2 separate regions of the Mus musculus genome follow, and region 1 is linked to region 2. A link is a contact called in public HiChIP or PLAC-seq data. All regions are on one chromosome and are shown on one strand. The core of a region is the stretch at or near the end of the contact, and the rest is flanking DNA. Distances in the headings are between cores, read along the strand shown. Region 1 holds the start of Caprin1 (cell cycle associated protein 1). Region 2 overlaps Cat (catalase).

Evidence for each region. HiChIP or PLAC-seq counts read pairs in DNA pulled down with a chosen protein or histone mark.
Region 1: an H3K27ac HiChIP or PLAC-seq map of oligodendrocyte precursor cells shows a contact between it and region 2, with 4 times the contacts expected there. The contact joins the promoter of Caprin1 here to the enhancer-like site in region 2. A contact is called at or near these places in 1 of 484 Hi-C or Micro-C datasets (CD4 T cells), 19 of 115 datasets of contacts at active chromatin or transcription factors (the 230-238 cell line, the SCID.adh cell line, T-cell acute lymphoblastic leukemia and 13 more) and 3 of 9 other capture datasets (adipose tissue, liver and pancreatic islet).

What each region holds. Positions count from the first base shown.
Region 1 is chr2:103,794,739-103,799,286 of GRCm38.p6, reverse strand. Caprin1 (cell cycle associated protein 1) reads left to right here and starts at 1,647. Exons shown (of 19, transcript NM_016739.3): 1 at 1,647-1,824; 2 at 2,347-2,556. The coding sequence starts at 2,347.
Region 2 is chr2:103,459,682-103,463,916 of GRCm38.p6, reverse strand. It overlaps Cat (catalase), which reads left to right. Exons shown (of 13, transcript NM_009804.2): 9 at 492-630; 10 at 3,545-3,675. Among named protein-coding and RNA genes, the nearest start is that of Cat, 23 kb to the left of the region's middle. Within about 2 kb of position 2,541, at least 55 of the 459 cell types and tissues checked have an H3K27ac peak or open chromatin away from gene starts, as enhancers often do. A contact at or near this core is called in T-cell acute lymphoblastic leukemia, double positive thymocytes, embryonic limb bud and 3 more, where this site is marked.

The DNA.
Region 1 (4,548 bases), core at 398-2,897, 340 kb before region 2:
AAATATCGAAGCCAGGCCCCTTTATGGCTTTCTTTTTTATTTTTGGTTTTTCGAGACAGGGTTTCTCTGTGCAGCCCTGGCTGTCCTGGAACTTACTCTGTAGACCAGGTTGGCCTTGAATTCAGAATATCTGCCTGCCTCTGCCTCCCAAGTGCTGGGATTAAAGGTGTGCGCCACCACTGCCCGGCTTATGGCTTTCTTTCTTACTCTTTCTAGCCACTGTGAAACACATTAAGGTTTTGCCATATTCTCCTATGTCACTCTTGTTCAGTCTGGAACTTACTAGGTAGACTAGGCTAGTCTAGTAGTCTTGAGCTTAAGAGGCCTGCCTGTCTCTGCCTCTCCAGTGCTTGGATTAAAGGCAGGAGCACTAACCAAGCTCCTCTCAGATCTTGCTCAATGGTGTTTCTTTTACTAGAAAGGTCCTCCTCTAAGCTCTCTTTGCTTCCTCCAGTCCTGGCTCAGAAGTACCCAGGAAGGTTTTCATTCCCCATCACCTTTTTTTCTTCCTTTGGTTTGTTATTTTTGTGCATACCTCCCAATACAAACACTGTGAAAAAAAAAAAGCTGTTTTGTTCACCATCTCTAGCACTGCAGATTTCCTAGCATGCCATAAGGTGCTCGATAAATACTTAAAAGCACAGATTACAGACTTTACAGTTAAGTGGAGTGAGTATCTCAAGGCCACGGGGTGCTGCTGTTTCTCCAGGCTCCCTCAGGATATACTGGTGCCAGCCAGTGTTAGTCATTTTAATTCTTTGATAGAACCCTCTTCTAAATTTCCTTTTCATGGATTTTAAATTATAAATTGGTCATTTACTGCTCTCATACATCATGTTGCTGAATTTTCCACGGATCATATTCCTTTTAGTACCTTTCTCTAGATCACTCATTTTTTCCTTTTACTCGTTATCCACCCTCTTTGACCACCCCCCCGCCCCCCAAATAATTCTCCTGGACAAAAAAGTGCCCCCCTCGCACCCCCTCCCGGCATCTTGCATAGTCTTTAAAGTTTTGGGTAAAATCTTAAACAAATCGGGTAAAGATAAGTAATTCCTGATAGGGCGTACTTATCTATCTCAGGGTAGGAGAAGACGGGTTTTTAACATGACTGGGGTAATTAAGGAGATCAAAAAGCCATGAAGGATGTTCATTCTCCATGCCTAGGTTATTGTATAATTATTATGTGGCAAGTTGCCTTTTCTCAGACCTTTTAGGGTGAGTTTGCATGCTCTCCATACAGAAGGAATTCTAGAAGCTGGGATTGCACCACCCACCCCACGCACCCCTTACTTGCAGAAACCTTTGCCCCTCCAACCCCCACTCCCACCAAATAAGGGCTCTACAAGGGGCAGTCCTCAGCTCCAGAGCCTGAGGCTTGACACCCATTGTCCCCGTTAGGATGTCAAGAGATTTCGCCTGAAGGACCCCAGCTTAGGTTTCACTCAAAACTCAAGGATCTGGGATAACGGTCTCCGTGAGGGTACTTTCCAGATATGCAAAGGGACAGGAACCTGGCGCCGAGGACACGGCCCGACGGGAGGCGCGGTCCGGTGACCTTTTTTCGACAGGCATTCCAGTCGGGCAGCCTCACCGGCTTGAAGGCCCTCGCTCCCTATTGCTCCCGCCCCCCCTCGTTGCAGAGCGCTGGCTGGCTAAGTCCCTCCCGCGCCGGCTCTTGTCCCACTAGGAGCAGCTCAGAGCCGCGGGGACAGGGCGAAGCGGCCTGCGCCCACGGAGCGCACGTCTCTGTTCTCAACGCAGCACCACCCTTGCCCCCCTCGGCTGCCCACTCCAGACGTCCAGCGGCTCCGCGCGCGCACGGTGAGCGCCATCCCGGATCAAAGGCGCCGAAGGGGAAGAAGGCCGCTGTACCTGGGTGTCCTTTTTACCTTCGGAGCGGTCCGAGCGGCTGGGAGGGCTCGCTCAGGGCCTCCCCACCCCCACCCCCAACCCGGTCACTCCAAGTGCCCTTCTCCACCCCTGGCCCTGACCTTTGTCCCTCTCGTTCTCGCAAGGCAACGGGTGCCACTTGCCCCGATGGGGACCGTTGCCCTGGCGGTTGACGGCGGCCGTGCCAGGCCCCGCCCCCGGCGCGAGCTTGGTGCCCCGGGGAGGGGGGAGGGGCGGGCGGCCCGGCGCCCCGCTGGCGGGTCGCGCGCGTGCCCGTGGGCCCCTTCCTGCCGGCGGCGCGCGCCGCCCCCTCCCCCCACCGCGCGCGCGCGTAGCCGCCTGCCCGCCCGCCCGCTGCGCGTTTTGTCCCGCGTCTCTCCCCGTCCGTCTCCTGACTTGCTGGTCTTGTCCTTCCCTCCCGCTTTTTTCCTCTCCTCTCTTCTCGGTCTAAAGATGCCCTCGGCCACCAGCCACAGCGGAAGCGGCAGCAAATCGTCGGGACCGCCGCCGCCGTCCGGTTCCTCCGGGAGTGAGGCGGCGGCCGGGGCAGCTGCGCCGGCTTCTCAGCATCCGGCAACCGGCACCGGCGCCGTCCAGACCGAGGCCATGAAGCAGATTCTCGGCGTAATCGACAAGAAACTTCGGAACCTGGAGAAGAAAAAGGTGCGAGGAGTTAGTGGAGAGGGAGGGCTCGTGGCTCCAGCCCTACACCGGTCCCGGCGGTGGATGGTGCTCCTTGCCCAGAAAACGGGCGCCTCGGGGAGGTGCCTGTCACCTGACCCCAACGCGGCGCTGCCTCTAGGCCTCGGTTACTCACATCAGGCTGAGCGGGGCCTTTCCGCCTGGTGACCGGTTGCTTGGGTGGTGGGCCCGTTGCTGGGTATGCTCCCAAACTGAGGCCTGACTTTTGAAGGAGGCCAAGGGGAAGAAACAGTGTGCCCGGCCCGATTGCTCGTGGAGTTGAGCGGTCCATGCCTTGTAACTGTGGCGTTTGCCTTTGGTACCTAGGCTGGGGGCTGGTGGAATGGCTCTCTTCCCAAGAAAAGATATGTGTCTAGACCTGAACTAGGGTTGCAGTCCCGTCAAGTCCTAGTTAAGCGGGCCTTTGCTTGGGTACCCCCGCCCCCTTCCGATGGGCTCCCTACGTTTCCCCCTTTGTTTCGATTGTCTGGGTGCTTGGAACCTCACGCCCAGCCTAGTCACGAGGTAGTTTTTAAATGAGTGTTTTTTGTTGTTGTTTTTTGCCATGACCTTTTCTTTTTAATTTATTATTTTTTACCGCTTCAGCATTCTAAAGGGTCAGGGAGATTTCCTTGATCTTTCGGAGGTGGATCTAGTTTAGACTGGAGACTGCCTCTGGGTCTCTGGGCACATGGAGTGTCTAACATGGCGGCGGCTGCGGGAGAGGGAAGCGCTGTACAGGAGCTGCATTGTGAGCACAAAGCGAAAGCAGAGGGGGAGGGCAGAGACCAGGCAGCAGCCCCGCCTAGCCCCCCCTCCCAAAAAGTCGAGCCACACCCACACTGTTTTGGCTTTAATATTTAGCCATTCTGGACCATACTGTTAGATTACTTAAACCGGCTTTTTTGTTTTATGCGTTTAGTGTAGGACCGTATACCAACACAGTTTAGAGGAAGAGTCTGGGTAGAAGTAAATTTCTACCCTGATTAAGAAAAGTAGTGGAAAGGGACAAACATGGGGTGGTAGAGTGAAAATGGAGGCAATTTACCTGGAACTGTTATTCTAACTTGCCCTTTTACATTAAGTATAATGTAACTTTTGATAACTTATGCCTGCCGGGGCATATTTTAAAATTTTGAAAAATTCCCATGAAGATGTTTAGTTAGTTGTTTAACTAGTTAGAGGAGATTAGTGAGATAGGATATTGGCTAAAAATCTGAGCTGTAGGAGGTAAGTTGGAAAAATCCAGGCTATTTACATCTTAATCTTGTGGTTTATCTGCTGATTTCCCATTTTTAGTAGTGAGTTTGAAACATTCACCTTTGTACTTTTTCTGTTTCAGTGTTGAAGAGTGGCCATATTACTAAAACTTCCCAGACTTTATTTGAAATTGTGAATATACATGAACAAGATATGAAACTTTAGCTATTTTGATAAGAAATTTTAATGTATTAAATTATTAAATAGTGAAAAGAGGAAATATTAAAATAGTGAAAGCACTGTAAGCTACATTCAAATATGGAATTTCATGCCAGCATTTCCTTTTTTTTTCTTTTTTTTCTTTTTGAGACAGGGTTTCTCTGTGTACCCCTGGCTGTCCTGGAACTCACTCTGAAGACCAGGCTGGCGCCTCTAACTCAGAAATCCTCCTGCCTCTGCCTCCCAAGTGCTGGGACTAAAGGCTTGCGCCACCACACCCTGCTAGCATTTTCTGATACTTGCGTGTGTTTGGTACCCTGTGTGAAATTGAGTTTAACTTGGGTATCTTTAAATTTTCCTAATGCAATAAAGCAGTGTTGTTAGGCTGTTGCTCCAAACGGTTTAATTTTTGGAATTTCTGGGAACTCAGTTTCTTGTAGAATAGGATCCGACATGAGCTTTAATGATTTGAGGTATCAATGTTAGTGGTTGCAAATTCTTCAAATATGTTTATTAAAGAGCAATGTTGAGTAGCAGTCATTATATTTGTGAGGT
Region 2 (4,235 bases), core at 1,292-3,791:
TTCCAACCACACCTTTCTCTCCGTGCTTGTTAGTAAATCTCAGAATACAGTGTCTAATTCCCCATACTGTGTGGGAGGCGCTGCTTCTTTGAACAATTTCCATACAGCTGCCTTTGGAGAATGGCGCTGTTTTAAGAGCAAGGGCTCAATTCTTCCCTTGGAGTAGAGGGCTGGGGAGATGGAGAAATACTTCAGGATTCTGTTGAGGTGAAATGTGAAATACCATGCCAAGGTAATGCTGCGTCCTGGGGGGTGGGTAGGCATCGTTGTCTAGGACAGACGTGAGGTGAGTGTTGGCCGCATGGCAGGGGTGGTTAGGGACGACGACTTTAGGGAGAATGCACTTTCTAAGTAGGAAGAGGCTTGACTCTGCCAAGCAAAGCTAGGCAGGGTTATGCAGTACTCATGGACTTTAAATTTTAGAATGATGCTTATAGCTTCATTCCTGTTTCGTAACTGAGTATCCTAATGTCTGTTATGTATTACTGTAGGGCCGCCTTTTTGCCTACCCGGACACTCACCGCCACCGCCTGGGACCCAACTATCTGCAGATACCTGTGAACTGTCCCTACCGCGCTCGAGTGGCCAACTACCAGCGTGATGGCCCCATGTGCATGCATGACAACCAGGGTAGGCCTGGATATATTTGAGTCCTTCCCTGTAAAGGCAGAGAGCATGAGGACTGGGTGGGCCAGGATGCTAGGCCAGTGGTTCTCAAACCGTGAGACCTCCTGTGCTGTGACATGCTCTATAGGCGCTGCCAGCCACCCAGATCTCTTCTGTTATGAAGTTTTGAGCTGCCCGTGGTCTCTCCTGGTTTCTATCCATTTTATACACATCCCAGAGAGTTCCCTCCTCCAGTTGCCCTTGGTATCTGTCTGAAGCGAAAGGCTAGGTGGAAGCTCTACTACCACAATGGCTGCTGTGGAGTGTGTCCAACCTAAGCTACAGAATGCACAGTTCCTCAGGTCACTCTTACCCTTCTGAGACCTTGGAAACGCAGAGGCACAAAGTCCACGCCTCTGCCTGTAGTTCTGGTGAAACTGGGGCACCAACTCTGACTGGAATTTGGAAGGGGGCGGGGAGGGGAGAGAGAGAGAGAGAGAGAGAGAGAGAGAGAGAGAGAGAGAGAATGAATTTCAAGGGCTGTGCTCTTCTTCCATGTCTGTTGCCCAAGTTGACTTTACCTAAGTAAGCTACCGAGATGACATTCTCCTGCATTTGAGTGCTTTGAGGGTTCATTTGTCAAGTGCGTGGCTTTCCCATCTTAATTACCTTCTTGATGCCAATGCACCGAAAGCCTCAGGTCTTAGTTCTGGATAGCCAAGCAGAGTGCTTGGTTGATGTGTCTTCTTTTAATATTCGAGTTTAATGAATATCTTGGTTTTTTAATTTCATGCTGGGAGCCTGTGCTTAAGTTAATAGCTGCAGAAGTCGGTCTCTGAAGAAGTTTGACCAGTGAAGTCTATTTGAAACAGTAGCTATCTGTACAAAAATCAAACATATCGTATACTAGAGGGTACACCTCCAATAACAAAGAATATGTGTACTCTAAAGGCAACTTGGGATATAGAGGACAAACACCCATGTAATAGTTCTAACACCCAGAGGCCAGGCCAATCGCATCTTTCAGTATTTCTTGCAGTGCTCCTTCAGGCGCCATTTTTACACATTTAGTTGCTTTGCACATGCTTTTTGTGCTCTGCTGTCCTGTCCTTAACTCCCAGGCCTCCCTGGCGTTTACTGACTGCGCATGCTTTCTGCCAAACTCCACTGAGTAGGTCTAGTATTTCTGCTCCCTTAAGACTCTGGAGGCATGGGCCTGAGTCGTCGTAGTTGACACTTCCTGTGTCTAAATCTTGCCTTTCCGGTCTTCGAGACTTTGATGTTTTTTTCCTTCTTTTGTGGCCTTTTTGTTATTGCAGCTGTGCCTGGCACCGACAGATGTCCCTGTTTCTCTTGAGCTTAGTTTATAGTTAATTAGTTCGTGTTTACATCCCGCTGGCACACTTGTGAGAAAGTTGCTCTGGGGTTGACGCTGAAGTCCTCTGCTTGATTTTAGAGCACGTTTGTGCTGTGCTCTGGAAATTCTCATGAAAGAGCTTAATTGTTTCCAGTTGCCAGAGCCTCCAAGACAACTCCCACTCTTGGGTAAAGGTCAGGATGTATTTGAAAATAGAATTAAAAACCTCTCAAAGGGTGAATTCCTAGTGAAGAAATATTGTGGTGGTTAGCTGTTGAAGTCTTTCCTTGCCGTAGCGACACAGCTACCCCAAGGCTACGTTCTGAAATGAGTAACCGATCGCCATAATGGTATATGGCCTTTTTTTTTTCTGCCCTGCATGCACCCTTGGTGCCTTGGTCACTGTGTTAGGTGGCATCTCCTAATTATCCATAGTGGAAAATCTGTCCTGTCGGAGAGCCACGAAGCATTCCAGTCACAGGCTGCTTCCTGTGAGCCACTCCTTAGCCTAGGCAGCGTTCTGTACGGGCAGTGTGAGCTCCCATAGTCAAGTTTCTGCTGATACCAGCCAAAGCGGCAGCGTGCCATGTGGAAAGTAAATATACCACAACAAGGGGCCAGTGAGGTAGCTCAGAGGGCTCAGGGAACCTGCTGCAAGCTCAAAGATCTGAGTTCACTCTCAGGGACCCACATGGTGGATGGAGGGAGAGAGTTGACTCTCACAAGCAGCTCTTTGACGTCCGTACGGGTTTTGTGGTATAAGTAAACCTGCACATGCACAGTAAATAAAAGTTAATAAAAAAATGCCAAGCTGAGAAAAAGAAAAGCTTTATTTTTTTAATCTCAGAATCATGAAGGATGTATAATTATATCTGCCAGTATTTTGTCCAAAAAAATTAAGATAAATGAAAGCTAGCATATTACAAATACAGATTTATTTTTTAACTTTTCCAAGTGGGGAAAGTAAAAATAGAATTGAGGGGAACATTAGAATAAGCTAAGGAGAGATGTTCCAAAGCCTTAAAGGCATGCGAGGAAGAGTTTTGTCGAGTTTCCTCATTGAAACAGACAGAAGTGCAGGCTTCTAGCCCTGCCCCACCAACAATGCACCAGCTATGAACATCTCAGAGCTTCAGATTTGGCCAGGGAATGAGGGGATAGAACTAGGTTGCTCTGTACAGTTGAGTCAACGATTAGATGGAGCCTACATCCAAATGAGACGATCAGATCCCCCGGTGTCTCTGGGCCTGATCTCAGAGACAACTACGTCACATCTTTGAAGAAACTTCCTGGTGCAGGTAAGCACCAGGCGGTGTTATAGACAAGGACCTCTGAAGTGTTGACTGGCATTTGAGATCTCTTTACTCAGGCAGCCCACACGTGCCTGTGGGCAGGGCAGTGTCCCCGAGCCTGTAGTTAGACCTGAGGAGAGAGAATCATTTCCCAGCATGTGATGTGTTTACATCGGTGCCTGATGTATGTGTGTTTGATTACTGCTGTGGGCCTCTCCTTCCCAGATTGATGACTCACTAAGGATGACTAAGATGACATCTCTAAGGATGTCTCTGCTTCTTTTCAAAGGTGGTGCCCCCAACTATTACCCCAACAGCTTCAGCGCACCAGAGCAGCAGCGCTCAGCCCTGGAGCACAGCGTCCAGTGCGCTGTAGATGTGAAACGCTTCAACAGTGCTAATGAAGACAATGTCACTCAGGTAATGGCTTTCTGGGCTCCTCCTGGGAGCTTGGCTGTTTTTCTTGTCAGACCTCATTAACGAGTGCCATTAGTCTCATTATATAGCTCTGCTGGCCTATATAGACCAGGCTGGCCTTGACTCCTATGTGCCCTCCTTGCTTCTCTCTCTCAAGTTCTGGGACTAAAGGCGCATGCCATCACATCGGACTTACTGGCCACTTCTTAAGGTGTCTGTCTTACTTAGGGTTTTACTGCTGTGAACAGACACCATGACCAAGGCAAGTCTTACATATGACAACATTTAATTGGGGCTGGCTTACAGGTTCAGAGGTTCAGTCCATTATCACCAAGGCAGGAGCTGACAGCGTCCAGGCAGGCATGGTGCAGGCTGAGCTGAGAATTCTATATCTTCATCTGAAGGCTGCTAGCAGAATACTGGCTTCCCAGCAGCTAGGATGAGTCTTAAAGCCCACACCCACAGTGACACACCCACTCCAAGAAGGCCACACCTTCTAATAGTGCCACTCCCTGGGCCGAGCATACACAAACCATCACAGTGTCTAATGCACCTTGAATTGA